Regions from separate parts of the Sus scrofa genome. Here region 1 is linked to region 2. A link is a contact called in public Hi-C data. All regions are on one chromosome and are shown on one strand. Each heading gives the region's core, a stretch centred on a gene start, on an enhancer-like site or on the middle of the called end of the contact. The rest is flanking DNA. Distances are from core to core; before and after follow the strand shown. Region 1 holds the start of PELO (protein pelota homolog). Region 2 overlaps LOC106506482 (a long non-coding RNA gene).

Region 1 (7,146 bases), core at 87-2,586, 100 kb after region 2:
AGTAGTTGAACCGAACTGAATCAAATCAAATGAAGTTGAATAGAATTTAATGGCTCCACCACCTGTAAACACAAATCCACTCATCCATGCCTTCCCTTTCTTTGAAATTCTCAAAACCATTAAGACAGGGATGCTTAAAAAATAGCCAGTATTCAGTGAAACTAACATGTGGATGTGGCTCTTGACTCAAAGGATGTACAATGCACCAGACAAAAGAAGCACTGCAAACTCCCAAGTGCTTCTTCTGGCCTGGGTCTCCTGAGGAGGCATTCCAAGCCCCAGCATTTGTGATGGGCCAACTTAACTTCCCAATTCCGAGTGATGGGAGTGAGGAAGAAGGGAGTAACATGTTCCTGACTTAATGCACCCTTACTTGTAAAAGTCTGTAGCAAGAAATAAAACAGCGCCCCAAGTTCTTTATTAGATTTAACTGCCAATGTACAAACATCCTAATTCAGATTAAACAAAATAGCCCACACACATTCCATTTCTAAGGAGAATGTTTTCCTCCCTTCCTTCCCCTCCCGCTTCCCTCTTACATTTATATCTTTCTGCATTTCTTTTTTCCTCCTAGTCTTGTTTCTCCTTTCCTCTAGCTTATCATAGACTTCCCAAAGAAAAGCCTCCCTAGGACCACAAACCACCACAAAGGGAGCAAACTCTCCATAAGTGAAAGCCAAGGCCTCCGTGGGGCGTGTCGGGGTGGCACCCCCACCCCCTTTTAGTGCGAGAGGACCGGACAGCGAAGTTCAACTGTCCACAGGAGAAGGACGGGGAACACATCTGCTCGCTTTCACAGACTGAGAGATTGTTTCTGCGCAATCGGACCCAAGGAAAGCAGCCTCTCCTTAAGGGCCGAGGGGCCTTGCTCTTTGAAAGTACCCTTCCTGCCCAGACCCCGGGAGAAGTGAGGGTGCGAAGGCGGAGCCACCAGGCTGGCGACACCCTCCCGAAGGTCCGGCCCTCACCCGCCTCTTCCTACCACCTTAGGGAGTTGGCACGGGGAGCGGAGATCACCCTCTCAATGAAAGGCAGATGTCCCTTTAAGGTTTGCCTCGCAGCTCGTGGACTTTAGCCTAAACACGGACCCGCGAAGCTGGCTTTATTTGTCCATGTCTCGGACAGAGCCTGGGAGGCTGCCAGAGAGATTTCAGAGCCCGAGAGCGCAAAGGGGCGGGAGATGTGGCAATCCTGCTGAAAAGCGTGGAGTGGATTTAGAGGCACTGGTCGAAAACACAGGAAATCACTTTGCTCCTCCCGGGCTCCGGGGCCAACAGGGCCAGCGACTGAGACCTGTGGCGTCTCGCGGAGTGACCCAGAGCAACGCGGATCCCGAGCGCGGTTTCACCGAGCCCTTCCCTCCGATCCAGTGCGTCCCCGGGTCCCCCAGGGGCTGCGACCGCTCCGGCCATGGCCCCCCGGCGCCGCGCCAGCCCAGGGGTCGCTGTCGCCAGCTGCTGGCTCCTCACCGGTGAGCGACCCTGCTTTTCTCTGAGCATCTCCTACGCGCAGGGTTCGGGAATCGCGCCTCGGGGCTTAAAACAGGGAGGGAGGCAAGCAGAGGGCCGGCGCAGAGGGAAGAAGGGAGCGCAGATCTACTCGCGGGCGATCCAGTAGTCTGGGCAGGTTGGAGTACAGAGAGCGGTGTCTGCGTTTGGTTTCGACATGGATTACTTTTGAGGTCGTTTCAAAACCCTCACCCCAATCGTAGGCAGAAGCCGTGCTGAAAATTTTACAAGCTGTTATTGACTTTTCAAATTAAAGTTGTTTTTGACCCTATACCTGGTATTTTAGGGCTTTGCTGATGGCTTTTTTTTTTTTTTTTTTTTTTTTTGAGAGAGAGAGGTAACTAGCGAGTACCTGATTTACATGCAAAACTCCCATCCTCAGTTTGCTCAGGAGTGAGCATTATTACTTTTCTTGCTCTCAAGTATTCAAGATATTTTCTGCCAGGAAGAAAAGAGAAGAATGCAAGGCAAAGTTGCCTCTTATCCCCAAAATGATGTTTCTGTCTTAGTACCCAGGAGAAGGAACGTAGTGAAATTGAGGGAGGAATAGTGAATATTTACTTTGTAAATACCGCAGACCAGACTAACTTCTTAAATGCAAGATACACTATTGTTAGTTGTGCGTAAATAGGTATCTTTTAGCAGAGACAAAAAACAGTAGAGATGCAGTTATATTCAATTTAGAAAAATAGATTGAATCATAGCATTTTCTAAGATTTTCCAAATGATTAACCAGCTCCTAAGGGGGGAAAGCTGCAAGGGTGAAGGAAAGAGAAGGTGGATGGGGTAAAGCTTTGTGTGAAAGATGGTTTATTAATGGTTGGCTTTAGTATATCATCAATAGTCAATCAATATTCAGTGTCTTTATGCTAGCATGTTTATTAGTACTTGTTAACAGCATTTTACCATTTTTAAAAAGCATTGATCACACCGGTTTAGCCTGGCATACATGCTCAAGCACTGTTAAGTTTCATGAAGATCACTTCTAAATGGATTATTAGAAAGCAAAGCTTTTTTAAAAAGTGGGGTGGTATAAAGAGAGTGAGCTAAACATTTCCCACTACTCAGGAAATGACCAATAATCCAAACACTGGCAACTTCTGAACTGCTTTACCAGTCAGTGAGTGGTTGACCTTGTCATCAGCCACTATTACTCTTTACACGTATTTGACCTATGACTCCTCTCCAACTCAAATTTTTTGGAGGTTGTTTGCATTTTTTGTTGTTGTTGTGCAAAATATGAGTGGTTTACTAACTACCCAAGTTGTACTTTTTTCATTTTACCAAATAAGCTATCACCAATGTAGAAAAGATCAAATGAGGTTTGTATATCCTCTAAAAAGACAAGAATGAAACTTGAAAAAGCAGAGGTAAACAAAATACAATTTCATGTGTGTGTGTGTTTTAAGTTCAACTATTTTATTTTCCATGCCTAAAACAGTCCCAAGTTGTATACTGTGGGTTTTCTGCAATTACTGGGGGTAATAAATCTTGCTGAATCCAGGAAGGGACTTAACAGAAACTACTGCATACATATTTCTAAGTTACTTAATTATCTTTTGTGTACATGTATACATGTATTATATCTCAATCTATACATGTATATTATTCAATCATATTGAAATTTATAATTTAAAGTTATCTCAGATTCAACAAGTTCCTCATATGTGCTATAGTTATGCCCATTTCACAGTACAACATAGAGATCTGAAATTTGACTTCTTCCTTTCCTTCGTTGGTTACCCTGTCAGTCATCATGTTGTCAGCTTCCTTAGAACCTTCTCATCAATTCATAGAGTCCACAACTAATCTGGGGTCTTATCACTACACCCATTCATGCACAGTACTATAGAGTTCATCTTATTGTCTTCAGTCTGCACCTAACCTCTAATTCTTGTTAAGAATACATAATTTTCATTATACCTTTGTCGTTAGTCAAAAATCTTTGGTGGTTCTTTGTTATCTTTCATCAGATAAAATCCAAAATTCTCAACTGACCTTTCAGGGTCTGCCCTAATCCAGCACCCTCTGTCTCCCATACCCCTGTATCAGTTTCCTATTGCTGTTGTAACAAACTGCCACAGATTTACTGGCTTAAAACAAGACAAATTTGCTACCCACAGTTATGTAGGTCAGAAGTCTCACAGGACTAAAATCAAGATGTCGGCAGGGTTGTTTTTCTTCTGGAGGCTCTAGGGGAGAATCCACTTCCTTGCCTTTTCCAGCTTCTAGAGGCCACATACATTCCTTGGCTTGTGGTTCCATTCTCCATCTCAAAGCCAACAAAGTAGCATCTTCAAATCTTTTCCTGTGATTCTGCTTCATCATCACATCTCCTTCTCTAACTCTGATTCTACTTCCTTCTTCCTATAAAAATCCTAGGAATGCTGGGCTTACCTGGATAATCCAGTATAATTTCCCATCTCAAGATCATTAATTAAATCGTATCTCCCAAATTCCTTTTACCATATAAGGCAATATATTTGCAGGTTCCAGGGATTTGGAAATGAACATATTTGATAGATTATTATTCTGCCTACCAAAACCTCTGAACATTAAACTGCCCATGATAGCTGGTCATATTTCCTTCCCCATAATTCTCATGCTCATTTTGCTGTTATGCATATGATACTATTTTATGCATCTAGAAAAGCATTCCACCCTTCTTTCTTACCATTCCCTGCCATCCAACCAAACTCTCTATAGTCTTCAAAGCTGGGTTTGAACCACCTACCCAATAAACCATCTCAGTAAACTTCCCTTTATATTTAGAACTGTCTTGTATTAGCTTTTTTCAATATTTAAAAATGATTCATCACGAAAGATGCCCTTCTCTAAGTCCAAATAAAGTTTTATTGTTATATATGTCAAAGTCCCCAGCAAAAAACCAGTGGCACATATGAAGGGTTTAACTGAAGAAAGTTAAATAAAGGGACTATTTGCAGAAGCATTTAAAGGAATTGACAAAAGATGGTGGAACACCTAGAACAAGCAATAGTAGGAAGAAAGCACTTGAAGCAACAGTGGGAAGAAAAGCCATTACCATTCCCATGTCTGGGAAGGTAGCAATCTGTCAGCCTGACCATGAACTCTGGCTATGGAAGAGGGGGCCACTGAATAGGAGCTGTGGCCCTAGGAAGAGGAATGCAGCTAGTGGCAAAGTTGAAGCCCAGCAGGGAGACATCAGGGGAAATGAATACCCCCTCCTTTTCTTCCTGCCCTCAAATGCCTTGTCCAGTCCTCCTATTGGCCATGTCCAAATGGCAGAATTCAAACTACCAGGGGACAAAGGTCGAAACAAACAATAACAGAGAAACTTACTGCTGAAAGGCAGATTTTTTTCAAGAATGTATTTTGTACGAGGCCCTGTGCCAAGAATTTTGCACATATTACATTTTAATCTCAAAGAAAGGGAAAAGTTTGGAAGTATTACCCATATTTTAGAGATGAAGAAACCAAAACACTAAGAAACCAATTTGTCCAAAGTCACACAATTAGTAAATGGCAAAGCCTGTACTCAATTCACATCTCTCATGCTCTGAAATGATACACCATATAGGCTGTCTAAATTTAAGTCCATTTCCCTCTTGCACAATCCTCCAAGTATAATTCTCTAAAAGACTTTGATAAGGATCTAATTAATGATGAAGTAAGTCTGTTATTTTCATGGCTCTTAGGTATACAGTGAAATTAGATGATATCGCTCCCTACATTAATTATAATTCAAATAAGACTCCTATCTCCAGTTAGTAAGAATACAAATACAGAAAATTATCCCTAGTTATATGGCTTTCTTCCCTAGAAACAGTTTAGTTAGGCTACAAGCAAGAGACCTTTGTGACTTTGTTCACAGGCAAGATTTTCTGTTCTAAAAGAAGTCCAGTGAGGCAATGGTTGAATATGGAAGGAAGTCAGCCATCTAACCCATAACAAAGAAATGACCTCCAAGGCACACAGTGGATTGACAGGAACTACGGATGATAGTGAAAATACTTAGTTGTTATGATGCCTATAAAGGCAGTGATAAATTCATAGGACTTCTGTTTTTTTCAATAAATAGGCAATGGCAGTAGCAATAACATATACAGGCCAGACTAGTTTGCCTATTTTGCTTCCCTGCTATCATTATGCCATTTTGATGCATGAGCTCTTGGGCCACAACTTGTAATTGTTGATTTTACTTCCTTAGATGAATGCTCCTCTGCCTGTGTTCCAATATCTCAATCCAACAAACTTCCCATTAGATGTAGAACTTGCTGAATTCTAATATGCCCTGAAGTAATTCATAAAATAAAGGTGCTCATGTTTAAAATGCTTTCAGAAAATTAGGCATCAAAATGCTATTCTTTACCTACACTGCACTTCTGTTGTATGAAATACAAAATAGTGTATTTGAATTCATGTTAAGAAATTGAGATGAAAGATATTTGGAATTGTTGTCACAATGCTGAAGTCAGAATACATTGCCTATTCAGAGTGGTCTGTGACTGGAGAATTGTTTTCACTCTCAAAGCAAGTACAGTAGAGTACCAACAAATGTAAATGAGCTGAATATACTCCTGTCCTCATGATTGTTGAGCTTCTTTCAGTTCACCACTGTGCCAGCTCTCTGAAGCCTCCAGGCCTTTGCATAAGCAGTAACACTGCTACTGATACTTAAGTTCCCATATGATTGTCATTTCCAAGAACCCAGTGGAGTACCTCGGACCCCCTCTTCCAGAGATGTGTATGCCTCTAGCACTTGCACTTCTATAATATACCACATACTAATTACAATTATAATTATACCACATATCTGTCTTCCCAGCCTGCTTGTGCTCTGTGAGGGTAGAGTCTTTGCTTGTTTATTATCCTTGCCATCGAAGAATAATAGGCACTTGAAAATGTGTTACTGAGTGATTCACAAAATAATAGGCTACAGACAAACTCATAAAATAGTTAAAGGGTCAGGTTGTCTGTTCTAATTATATCCAACCCCCCCCCGAATATTTCTATCTAATTGAATGGAAGATACCATCAATTGAATGATATACCATTATTGTATGTACAATTAAGAATGAAAGGTACTGCCAATCCAATTATTATTGCTAAACTGTTAGATGCCTCCTAGTTTCAAAAGATGTTGAAATGTAGGGAAATGTACATCTGAAAATTATAAGTCATAGATAGCAGCATATCTACATGCAGTTTTCTATCACATTTCTTTCTATTTTTAAAAACTGCATCATAAGATTTCTAGATACAAAGATATGAACACTGTCCCCTTCTTAGAGGCAAATTTATATCTAATGCAGGGGATAATTGCTCCTCCAGCACTAGCAACCTCACCAGATGCCAAGAACAGAGCTTCGTCTGAATACTCTACCTTTACAAGGAAGCTTTAGGAGAAAGGTGACAATAAAGTAATCGAAAATGTTCCAGGTCACAGGATCAATAATTCTAGTTTTGGCAAGCTCTAACCTTCTGTCATATTGGTGACTAGTGCTAGGGCCAAGTATATTTGAAGAGATCTAATTTTTATCTAACAGCCTCTATAATTTAAAGGAAGATTGAAAAGTTAACTAAATCTTAAAAGGAGATTAAAATATATGCACTAGTTTGTATTAGGAATTCACTTTATGTGCAAACACATTAATAT
Region 2 (6,949 bases), core at 82-2,581:
ACCCAGGATAAATTTCCCCAGGCCCTCATTTCCCACCCTTCCCGTGCTCTAAGACTTCCAGATGACCTCAATGCAAAATTCATCCCCACTTGCTCTCCAAGATCCTGAGAGGCACCACTGGCCCCTACCCCTGTCAAATGTTGACATTCTTTCCACATACTGTTCATAGCCACTTGAAATTTGAAAGGCAGAGAGCAGTTTCTTGAACTGGTTAAGGACGTGGGTCATGAAAGAAGAAGGCTGGAATTAAAAAAAAAAAAAAAAAAAAACCAACAACAAAAAAACACAGTTGGTAATACTGAGAACTTAACCTAGGTCTTTCTTTTGTTTTGTTTTGTTTCCTTTCAGGATTGAAGGTGATGAGCATTGAACTGATAGGAGGAAATGCATCACTAAACATGAAGACATAAATTGGGTGCCTAAAACGTAAATAGTTTAAAGATTCATTGTAACAGGCCCCAAATGCTATTCCTTTTTTCTGAACTTTGAGTTATCTACCAATCATTAGTCAATGCATTTGACATTGGTGATAAAATGATGAACAAGATGTCACTTTATTGACTTCAAGGCAATAAAGGGCTTGCACATAGTAGGCACACAATGATTTCTGTTGTTTCTAAGTGAGTTGAGAAAGGGAATGAAGTTGCTACTTGACTATTTGTAAGGGACTTTAACTGCAGTCATTACACACTCTTTTTCATATACTGGGCCTAAAACTTCCTGAAACAACAGTGATCACGCGCATCATTAAATGTGTCAGAGTAACTTAGACTAGACTAGACTAGATTTGCTTAGACTAAACGAATTTTTCCAATTCCCTTCATAATCTTTAATCATCCATATTTAAAAAAATACAGAATATTGCTCACATCCTAGTTCCCAATCAATTTAAAATCCCAGCATGGTTGTTTATGTCTTACCCCTTCTCACCCCAGCCCCCAACAAAAACAACTAATTTTAGAAGAGAGGCAAATTCCTGGATTAGGTCAGGTTTTGCCAAAAATATAGTAGCCAGACATTACCACATGCTTAGTTGCTCTGCTCTAATATATCTTTCTTCCTTAAACTGAATCATTTATGACAGGTTTATGGAGAACTTGGAGAAAAATGGAAGAATCATTTTGAATGATCCTGTTCAGCTGGAGGGGAAGGGGAACAGGAATGAAGGCTTTTTCCTCTTCACCTGACATATGCCTAATCCTTAAGGTTTTATTCTCCATGATCAAATGACTTTGAAAAATTAAAGAATTGGGGAAGTGAGACAGGGAGTAGTTAGGCTAAAACAGAGAACTTTCAGTTTGTTGAGGCACACCCAAAAAACAGGGCAATGTGAAACTGAAAGAAGACTTGCTCTTTGAATCTCAGTGCTGTTATACAGGAGCTCTGTGGCTATGGAAGCCCAAAAGAGCCTTTCATTTCTCTCTGAGGCAAAAACATTTCTATGTAGATGCAAGAGCTCTGTAAATCAACCAAGCCTTCCAACTCAGTGCCTCAACTCTCTCTCTCTCTGTTTATATACACTAAGCATATGCTTCCTGTGACCACTTCAAAAGAAATATAACTTTCTTAAATATTATTTAAGTGCAGCTCTATGGCTGTGAAAGAGAGAAAGTATAAATGACTTTGAATCTTTTACTACACGGGTGGAGAAAGAAGGAAGGAGTGATTGAAATGCTACGCTGACCAGTCTAGGAAATGGGTAATAACTTGTGATTAAATGCAGATGTTAACCTGAAAAATTCAGTTAATCACAGATATTAAACATGCCTGGAAGCTATAAAAAAAGCAGAGAGTAAAACCAATGAATAACCTTTCATTGAAGTAGTGTAGTGACACACAATTCATATTGGGAAAAAAAATGGACTAAATTTAAATTACTTCAACTTTTCCATCTTGTATAAATGTTTATGTACAAATGAACAGACCATTACATGGACTTGTACCAGGGAACATGGGCAAATTAAATAAATCAAAATTGGAGTGGAAAGAGCCATGAATGACAGGTGTGTAAGTAGCACTTAGAAAGGAACAAGCTGAAAAATATTCCATTTGGGTAAGCATAAACCATGCTAGAAACATTACAAACAAGTTTTAGAATTCAGAATGCCTGTCATATCTAAAGATAGCACAATAATTTAAAAAGCAGATCAAAACTGGCCATAAATGGTGCTTGGAGATCACAACTAAGCGTTTCATAGCTAATGCTCCCCAGCCTAGCACTGAGCTTGGCACATCATTGACACTCCATAAATGTTGGCTCTGATTTATTGTTAGTGGTGCTCCTCAAAATAAAATACCTGAATGTTATAGTAAGAAGAAGACTTCAAATAGAATTCAAATAAGTAAGTATAATTGCTACTATAATATACATATTCATACATTTGACCAACAGTCACCACTCTGCCATGTCCAGTAACCAATCTAACATTGTTGAAAAGCACCTATATTTCACTTTGAGCTACAATGAGTCTCTCATTCATCATTTTCAGCTGCTGATTTATCACTTTCAGCAGCTGGTTCTTCAAAGCTCAGTTGTAAATGCAGTCAGAAGTTTGGGGATAGAAGAGGACAGACTGGCTTTCTGGAAAACAAAACAACTATTTCTTAACAATATCTGCTTTCCAAAGCAGCTTCCAGAACACATTTTCACAAAACATGGAGATTGGGCATATCCATATATCAGGGGGAAGAAAAAAACATAGTCCTAAGAGCTATAATACGGGTCAAATCACATTAGGAAGACTGGAGAGAATTCTGGAGTTTCCAATAGTAGATAAGCAAAATGAAAGACTTTGGTGTTGAGGAAACCAAAACTACGAATTCCTAGTGCCACTGATCCAACTGCCTGGCTTAACTGTTTTTCTCCACCAGATTAAATAAGTACGCAGTGTTTTGGCTCTAGAGAGCGTCTCCCTCCATAAAATACAAAGGGAAAGGATTTTGATGAAATTGGTTTAAAAAAAAACAAAAACGAAAAATGAGCTGAACATGCAATCCAGTATAGAAAGCAAAGGAAGCAGGCCCATTAGGAGGTTTATAAATTGGAATAAAATGACAGGATAGAAGGATAAGTCTTAAGGTCAAAGTCACGCTGTGCAAGTGAGACCAAGTCAGCTCAGATTCTCATGTTCAGCATGAACAACCAGTCGACAGTTTCTGTGGCAGAAAGGGAGAGCTGGAGAATGTTAAAGCTGAGAAGACACCTCAGATCTCATACTTATCATCCTTAATAGTAATTAAGGAAGAAACTTCTACTGAATGAGGCTTGTAGAGACTCCATCACATATTAAGTCTTGCCTTTTCTAGCATATGCAAAATCCCACATTTTCAATGGACCAATGTTTGCAAAGTTAGTAATGTTATCATTGTATTGCTACACATTGGTTTTCCTTATCACAGGGCAAGTGCTCTCCAAAATAAAGGCTGAAAAAACTGCAAAAGAAATCCCAGCTCATTTCCTCTGTTAAAATAAGAAAATCTGAATATCAAAGAGGAGAGAGTCATTGTCACAACTGGAACCATACTATAATTTTTGAAGTTTTTAGTTTCTCATTCAGTGATATATACCTAAAGACATGGAAATACAAGTAAATTTGCTCAACTAGAGAAAAGCTATTTTGACATTTGTCTTCCTTTTCTTCCCCCAAGCACACTACTGAAATAAAAATATAATTAAACCTACCTCCCATCATCCAGTATAACACATAGTCAGATATACCCAGGGGTGAAATAGTGCTAGCATTTAAGGCTAGAAATCTATAGCCTGCAACATCTCAGGAATTTAGTGAAATTCCATCTCTTGTCAATTGGGATTTAGCCAAGCAACTTTGCTTGAAGATCTCCAGTCCATTTGATAGGTAAGTCACATGGTTTATCATAGGCGTTTTCAAATGGAATATTTTTCCTGGTTTGTCAAAACTCTGGCTCCATCACAAGATAGCTCACCATGTTCTTTGACCTTCTAAAATCTTTGTGGGGTTTGATACTTAATCTTGAGATTTCTTTACCTGAAAACAATGATTTTGTTTGAAAGAACTGGGGTACACTTAGATGCATCATAGCATAAAATAAGATACCACTGAAGCAGTCTATAAATATGAGGAAACAGAAACTATAATCTCAGTGGCTCTTAGTAAACCACAGACACTGTTCATTCAGGAAAATAAACTTCATTAAAATCAGGAAAAATTTCATTGCTTGTAACTGCAGTGGCTGTGCCTGGTTATAATAGGTGTTTGATAAAGATCTATTGACTGACAGAGCGAATGACTGAAAAACAATTTAGGATTTACAGATGGATTTAGTTGAAGGATCCTAATGCATATAACATTCAATTTGCTGTACTCAAAAACTGGAGGGCAATGCAAGTGCTAGAAGATAATCTGTGGTCTTGTTCAACATTACTTAGTAGACGATACAAAGTGAAACTCAAAATACTCAATTATGTCTCTACTTATATGTCTTTCTTTTTAAACTTTTTATTTTGAAAAAAACTGTAAACTAACAAGCAGTTTTGAGAAAAAGTACACAGAGATTCTGTTGACCTTTACCTAGGGATCCCCCAATGGTAACATCTTGTATAACTAAAGCACAATATCACAACCAAAAAAAAAAAAAAAAAAAAAAAGGAGTTCCCGTTGTGGCGCAGTGGTTAACGAATCCGACTAGCAACCATGAGGTTGCGGGTTCGGTCCCTGCCCTTGCTCAGTGGGTTAACGATCCGGCATTGCCGTGAGCTGTGGCATAGCTCGGAGATGCAGCTCAGATCCTGCGTTGCTGTGGCTCTGGTGTAGGCTGGTGGCTACAGCTCCGATTCAACCCCTAGCCTGGGAATCTCCATATGCCGCGGGAGCGGCCCAAGAAATAGCAACAACAACAACAACAAAAAGACAAAAGACAAAAAAAAAAAAAAAAAAAATCACAACCAGGAAAGTTACACTGACACAATCCATCAACCTTATAAAGATATGCACTTATAAAATATTCACTGAGTTGCACATATGTGTGTATTTAGTTCTATGCAGTTTCATCACATATGTAATAGATTGATGTGATCTACTTACATGTCTCTTATTATTTTTAATTCAATTTTATTTCAAGGAATTTCTGCCAGAGACTAGGTGAAGTGAATTTAAGAGGCTAGTAAGGAGCACTTGGAGGAACCAGGTAAATGGCAGAATACAAAAGGGTAAGTACTGGAAATCAGCTTCGATGAAAAAGACAGGACAGATAGGAACAAAATCCAGGTATAGTCAACCTGGATAAACATCTGGGGAAAGATTTAGGACAACAACAACAAAAAAGCTATGTCATTTTTTCTGTAAAAAAAAAAGTAAATTTATATATATATGTAAATTTTTATTTATATATATATATGTATACATATGTAAATTTTTATTTCTGTTTTCCAAGGTTGTCCTTGTCCTCACCTCTAACAATCTGTACTAATTTCACACTGCATTCATTATTAAAGATCTGGTTAGCAAACCCATCAGGAAAATTAAAATGGTTAAGCATAGAATTTTATAAACTACACAAATGACAGAAGTGAATTTTTTTAATTTTCTTTTACACACACATCTACAAACTTGGAATGACATCTGCTCTTTCAGGTAGAAAAAAGTACATCAGGTCAATGTACAAAAATTACTGACAAATCTTATTAGTATCTCTTTTCTTTATTTTCACATGCTTGAGAGGTAATAAGACAACTGCTATCATCCATAAAAAGGATATAAGAACTGAAAATGTGGTGTGTTTATAAAAAACACTCTAAAATATACCTGTTCCCCATTTTAAATTTGAAACTGAATAATAGTGTGGCCTCTTGAAATATTAGCAAAGATAAACGCTTGTCTTTTTTGATCTATTCTTCTTCATGATATTACAGACTTATCTCTAAAGGCTTTATTTTAAATTTTTTTTTTATTTTCCCACTGTACAGCAAGGGGATCAAGTTATCTTTACATGTATACATTACATTTTTCCCCACCCTTTTTCTGTTGCAACATGAGTATCTAGACATAGTTCTCAACTACTCAGCAGGATCACCCTGTAAATCTATTCTAAATTGTGTCTGATAATCCCAAACTCCCAATCCCTCCCACTCCCTCCCTCTCCCATCAGGCAGCCACAAGTCTGTTTTCCAAGTCCATGATTTTCATTTCTGTGGAGATGTTCATTTGTGCTGGATATTAGATTCCAGTTATAAGTGATATCATATGGTATTTGTCTTTGTCTTTCTGGCTCATTTCACTCAGTATGAGATTCTCTAGTTCCATCCATGTTGCTGCAAGTGGCATTATGTCATTCTTTTTTATGGCTGAGAAGTATTCCATTGTGTATATATACCAACTCTTCCGAATCCAATCATCTGTTGATGGACATTTGGGTTGTTTCCATGTCCTGGCTATTGTGAATAGTGCTGCAATGAACATGCAGGTGCATGTGTCTCTTTTAAGTAGAGTTTTGTCCGGATAGATGCCCAAGAGTGGGATTGTGGGGTCATATGGAAGTTCTATGTATAGATTTCTAAGGTATTGCCAAACTGCTCTCCAAAGTGGCTGTACCAGTTACATTCCCACCAGCAGTGCAGGAGGGTTCCCTTTTCTCCACAACCCCTCCAACATTTGTTATTTGTGGACTTATTAATGATGGCCATTCTGACTGGTGTGAGGTGGTATCTCATGGTAGTTTTGATTTGCATTTCCCTTATGATCAGCGATGTTGAGCATTTTCTCATGTGTTTGCTGGCCATCTGTGTACCTTCCTTGGAGAACAGTCTATTCAGGTCTTTTGCCCATTTTTCCATTGATTGATTGGCTTTTTTGCTATTGGGTTGTATAAGTTGCTTATATATTCTAGAGATTAAGCCCTTGTCGGTTGCATCATTTGAAACTATTTTCTCCCATTCTGAAAGTTGTCTTTTTGTTTTCTTTTTGGTTTCCTT

What was found. Hi-C and Micro-C count contacts between places; a contact is called where the count stands out from the background.
Region 1: a contact with region 2 is called in a Hi-C map of subcutaneous adipose tissue, with 1.7 times the contacts expected there. The contact joins the promoter of PELO here to the enhancer-like site in region 2. A contact is called at or near these places in 6 of 47 Hi-C or Micro-C datasets (embryonic fibroblasts, mesenteric adipose tissue, retroperitoneal adipose tissue and 2 more) and 1 of 2 datasets of contacts at active chromatin or transcription factors (skeletal muscle).

Annotation. Positions count from the first base shown.
Region 1 is chr16:32,128,918-32,136,063 of Sscrofa11.1, forward strand. It overlaps PELO (protein pelota homolog), which reads left to right and starts at 1,337. Exons shown (of 4, transcript XM_013984761.2): 1 at 1,337-1,471. It overlaps ITGA1 (integrin alpha-1), which reads left to right and starts at 1,348. Exons shown (of 31, transcript XM_021076769.1): 1 at 1,348-1,471. The coding sequence starts at 1,411. All of the region lies in intron 1 of LOC106506482 (a long non-coding RNA gene), which reads right to left.
Region 2 is chr16:32,026,395-32,033,343 of Sscrofa11.1, forward strand. The region is part of intron 1 of LOC106506482 (a long non-coding RNA gene); the gene reads right to left. Among named protein-coding and RNA genes, the nearest start is that of PELO, 100 kb to the right of the region's middle. Within about 2 kb of position 1,332, at least 23 of the 83 cell types and tissues checked have an H3K27ac peak or open chromatin away from gene starts, as enhancers often do. A contact at or near this core is called in mesenteric adipose tissue and subcutaneous adipose tissue, where this site is marked.